Regions from separate parts of the Macaca mulatta genome. Here region 2 is linked to region 1. Evidence: chromatin contacts called from public Hi-C data. All regions are on one chromosome and are shown on one strand. Each heading gives the region's core, a stretch centred on a gene start, on an enhancer-like site or on the middle of the called end of the contact. The rest is flanking DNA. Distances are from core to core; before and after follow the strand shown. Region 1 holds the start of TRIM45 (tripartite motif containing 45). Region 2 holds the start of TTF2 (transcription termination factor 2).

The links. A called contact is a pair of places that touch in the nucleus more often than the background predicts.
Region 2: a Hi-C map of liver shows a contact between it and region 1, with 2.4 times the contacts expected there. The contact joins the promoter of TTF2 here to the promoter of TRIM45 in region 1. A contact is called at or near these places in 6 of 14 Hi-C or Micro-C datasets (CD4 T cells, blood, cortical neurons and 3 more).

Annotation. Positions count from the first base shown.
Region 1 is chr1:123,160,317-123,162,870 of T2T-MMU8v2.0, reverse strand. It overlaps TRIM45 (tripartite motif containing 45), which reads right to left and starts at 1,283. Exons shown (of 6, transcript NM_001266726.2): 1 at 444-1,283. The coding sequence starts at 931.
Region 2 is chr1:123,223,334-123,225,887 of T2T-MMU8v2.0, reverse strand. TTF2 (transcription termination factor 2) reads left to right here and starts at 1,269. Exons shown (of 24, transcript XM_077950316.1): 1 at 1,269-1,358; 2 at 1,438-1,540. The coding sequence starts at 1,331.

The DNA of each region.
Region 1 (2,554 bases), core at 34-2,533:
TAGGACCTTGGCAAATCAAATATTGCTGACCTTGTTTCCCCAGTTAATAAATGGGGGTGAAAACAGGGCCTGCTTTTCTGCAAGAGTTGCAAGATCAAAGGAGATAAAGAGCAGGATCTATGCTATTATATTCATTCTCCTATTTCTCCAGCACCCAGTACAATTATTCACTACATGAATGATTGATGATTGAAGGAAACTGTAGCTGCACTTTGTAAATTGAAAGGGATTATGAAAACCTCCATTGCTATTGCTACAGGTACTATATTAGGCTGACCGGGTTAACTGTTGTACTAGAGTATTTGCTACTGCATCGTTATATTGCTCTTTGACCTTCCACAGTATTTGAGGCCTTCCTTTTCATCTGCTCACCAAGGGATTTCTGTCTTGACACCTTTGTAATCTGCTCTTAAGCTACACCGGGTGCAATGCCCCATCTTTACCTATGAGCCTGGCAGCAGAAGTGGCAGAGGTTGGCTTTGCAGGTCTGACACCTCTTCTCTACTTCCCTGTCGTTGCACAGGTCACACACCAGGCCCTGGCCTTCCCCACGCAGGCTCTCCAGCATCACATCATTCACGGCCAGGTGGTCTATGGTTAAAGCCTTCACTCCACCCATGGGCAGGTCCACCTGAGCATCACATACCGGACAGAGGATGCCGATCTGCGACTGCAGACTTCGTGGCTTGAGTTCCTGGAATATTGACCCCTCAGAGCTTGTGTCAGAGTCTCCCCCTCGGATGTCCACTACTGAGAAGGGCTCCAGCTGCTCCAGACACGTGGTGCAAACTGTATGCAAACAAGGCAAGAGCCTGGGGGCTTTGAAAAGCCCCAAGCACAAGGGGCAGTGAGTCTTGCCTGAGTTTCCAAGTGCAGTCCCATTAGGGAGTTTGCTTACAATGCCCAGCAGCGGCTTTCTGTTTTCTGACATACTCCCCACGTTTGTGGCCAGTATCAGAAAGGGCCCTGGGCAGTTCTACGATGTAGTAGGAGATGATTAAGCCCACCCAAAGAGAAAGCTTCCAGAACTTGAACAGAGACCATGGGGACTCCCTCGCTGACAAATAAAAGGGCAGACGGGAAGACCAGGCTTCCTCAAAAGAACCACCCACAGACCTAATCAGGAGGGCCCCCTCCTTTCCACTGCATCCCATACCAGACACGCCCACGCCCTCCTCTGCCCCGTAAGTCTCCCCGGATGCGCTTCCAGGTCTAGCTCTACAGCTAGTCCTGCTGCCAACAAAGTCACTCCTGCATCTCTCGCTCCCTCCACGGCCACCCCCCCTCCCGCCGCCCGCCCCACTGCGCCCCACACGCGACAAGCGCCGACCCCGCCCGCGCACGATGAGGTAGGGGCCCTCCTGCTCCTTCCCTCTGCGAAGGGCGCGCGCCGGACGAGGGACTTGCAAGCCCCTGCCGGCTTCTCGGTGACCACCGCCTCCCCCTCGCCTCGACCCAGGACGCCCGCGGGCTCTCGCCCCTCCTCACACCAATCCCAACCCGGTCTACTCCGGCGAGTCCAATCACCGTCCGAGAGGGGCGGCCCTCGCCGCTCCGGGCCCCGCCGCCCTCCAGAGTGACGCCACTAAGCATCCAATAAGTTTTGGTAATTCCACATCTTCGCCAGTCCACTCACGCGGGGGGCGGGACCTGACAAGGTCGTGGGCGGGGCGGCCGAAGGGCTTGGAGTGCGGCGGGAGGAAAAGGCGAAGGCTGGGAACAAGCGGCATAGTGTAGTCGGCGTCACCGTTTCACAGGGACTGTCCCTCTATCTCTGTGGTGACCAGAGAGGCATCAGGGCCTCTTTAAAAGCCACGCTGATTTGCTGCCGGGACGGCCCTCTTTGTGGCCTCGGACTGGTCCCACGAACGCAGACTGGGCTCTCCCATTGGTGGATGGCACTGTCAGTTGGCCCCGTGCTGAGAGTGGGAGACGTTTTTCTGGCTCCTGAGGTCTTGGCCGCTCGGGGGCGCCAGACGTTCCTGCTCCACGCCGGTGTAAGGCTGCGAGGCTCCCTTCTGTCCTCCGGCGCTTATTGTAACTCACAGGTCCATCACGCCTAGCGTGCTGGGTACAAGCACTTCCGCGGCTCCCTGGCTTTGGGTATTTTCCGGGGGTGAGGGCATCTCAGGCTCGCGTTCCAGGAACCGGTTTGGGAGACCGTGGAGCCGAGGTCTGGAATGGAGGGCTTACTTCGACCGGCCTGGGCAGCGCCATCCTCCTTGTTGGGCTCGGGAAGGCTTTGTTTCTCCGTCCGGGGAGAATGCAGATGACCTAAGGAGTTGAATGTCACCCAGGATTCCACATTTCTGTGTAACAGAAACGAGCTGAGCGAGATGGACCCGCTGTTTTTATCAGTCAATCACGGAGGGCTCCTACCTGGTCACAATGGGACAATGGACGGTGGCAGTGAGGGACAAGCCCTTTGTGGGCTCAAAACTAATTTGGAAGATGAACACGTCCGACCCCTTTAACTTTATAATTACACGGCCCCTTTCTCTGGCCTTACCGGGCGTCTCCTGATTCTCCAAAATTCCAAAAATGGAAACAGCTG
Region 2 (2,554 bases), core at 20-2,519, 63 kb before region 1:
GTACGTTTATCACATCGCCGAGATTTCCTAGACATTACAGATTTTCTGTTCTACGGCCCCCATAAGAACAGTGCAGGTGCCACACCATATGTCTGGGACATATGGTCCTCAATAGCTGCAATATGAAACTATTTCTATTGCAATAAATCTGGTATCTATTCCTCTCTTTTTGTTTACTAATAGTTTTGATTACAACTTCAAATTTTAAAAATCGAGGATGAAGCTAAATAGAAGGGAACTGTCCCCTTTCTTCTATTTAACCTCATCTTCCACTTTCAAAATTACAAAAGAATATTAGTAAAAAAAAGTTTGACAGTACAAAATAATAAAGCAAAATTCGCCTTCACCAAAAGTCATCTATTTCCCCTTCCGTAGTTTCCACGTTGAGGCTGGTAACTCGGGGCTTCCACTCTGGGCGAGCCTAAAGAACATCCAGTACACACAGGTAGCAGCTGCGCGGGCCAAATGGCGCTGAGACCCGCGCACCTGTCCACGGACCAGCCCACTGGCCAACTCTTTGACCTTGGGTGAGTCTCTCAAATTTGAGTCTCCGGATCTTCCATAAAATGCTACCCATCTCATCAGGCTGAGTGAGGAGAGCCGTGTATGTGTAAGCACTTTGTGAAATCTAAAGCACGAGGCAAACTTAAAGCATTGTTAGGGGGACGGGGGTCCTAGAGAAGTCTTTGTGCCTGCCTATGAGAGCCTTTTCAGTTCCCCGCAGCAGCTTCCAGGGACTTCCCACCACCCCGGCCGCTCCGGCTCCTGCACCGCAAATCTCGCGGCTCCGCCTGCAGCTGCGGCTTCCCCCGGCCTCCCCGCCAGCGACTGAGCGAGGAGCCCAGCGCGCACGAGCGCCAGCCTGGCTCAGAGACGCCCGCGAAGCCAGGGCCTTTCAGCGCCTGCTAACTGGCGTTACCCCTAGGGCCGCCTCTCGGTTTTAAACGTAAACAAGAGCTGCCCTTCCCTCTTCCAAGACCTGCAAATCCATGATTCCTTTCCTCCGGAAACCCCGCCGCCTTCTAAGTTTCTCCCCAGCCTCAGCCACGCCCCAGCCAGCAAATGCCGGGTCCTCCACGTCCGCTCGCTTAGTATTTGATTTCGGCGCGCGCCATACCTGAGGGCGGCTGTGATTGGTTGGAGGTTAGCGAAGTTCCTATATGATTGGCTGATGGCGGGTAGGATGGAAGAAGGCCAAGGGCGGAGAATTGTGGGCGGGATTAAGACTGCAAGAGCTGAGTGATGGTTGGTTCCTGAACAAAGAGGGCGGAGTAAAAGGCGGAAGCAGAATTTGGGGCGGGGCCTTGTGGAACTTGGGAGACCCAGCGAGATGGAAGTAGTTAGGTGTCCGGAGCACGGTAAGGGGCCAGGGTCTCAGCGTCCCCTGGGGCCTGTTAATTTAGCGTGGCGTAATCGTTCACTTTCTTCTCTCTTCAGGGACTTTCTGCTTTCTTAAGACCGGCGTCCGCGATGGCCCGAATAAAGGAAAGAGCTTCTACGTGTGCCGGGCAGACACGTGCAGCTTCGTGCGGGCCACCGAGTAGGTCTCGACCTGGGCCCCACTCCCTGTGGCTGCCCGGGGCCTCCCGAGAGGAGCTGCCGGCTCCCCGCTGTTGGGGGCCACAGAGACGAGGAGTGGTGGGGCCCTGGTCTGCGTTGTCAGGACCCTTTAAGCAGTTGGTGATCCCAGGGCAGCGTGGCGTGTTTGGAAGACGCCCAGCTAATTCTGGCTGTGTGACCCGAGGCTGGTTACTCTCCCTCTCTGGGCCGATGGTTTCCCTACCTGTAAAATTGAAGATCGGTGTTTTCCAGCTCTGGGTTTCTATTCACCTGACAGGACTTAACCACTCCCTTCTTCTGCTCAGACAGTCCCTCCCCCTTTAAAGGAGTAAGGACACACAGCAGACATGGTGGAAAATAATTTATCTGTGTTTTGCACTAGTTTTAGGCCCGACTGTTTTTTTAAATGTTTGAGCTTAAAACACTCTAGTGATTAGTTGTTAGCCTTTTTATTTTAAAATAGGAGTCTCTGCATCTAAATGGTGAAATTGATAATTCAAAGAAATTAGCGCTGGAAGAAACAACGGAGGGCCTGGCGCGGTGTGTGAGGCCTGTGATCCCAGCATTTTGGGAGTCCAAGGCGAGCGAATCGCTTGAGCCTAGGAGTTCGAAACCAGCCTGGGCAACATGGTGAAACCCCGTCTCTACAAAAAATTAAAAAAAAAAAATTGGGCATGGTATCACACGCCTGTAGTCCCAGATACTCGTGAGGCTGAGGTGGGAGGAGAGAGTCAGAAATGTTAAGCATCTTCTCTAAAGTGAGGAAAGTTAATAGTTTGTCAAGTGTTAATGTTTTCACAATACCAAGTGTCTACATCTTCTATGTGAATTTTAAAACTACCATCACATCATTAAACGTTTGCTCTCCATTCAGCGGAACTTGTTAGAGAAAAGTTATTTTTCCACGTGTCAGATGTAAAGTACATAATGGATATCAGTATTAGAAAAGTGTCCTTTCAACATGTACACTAACTTCCCATGTTTCTGTTTCATG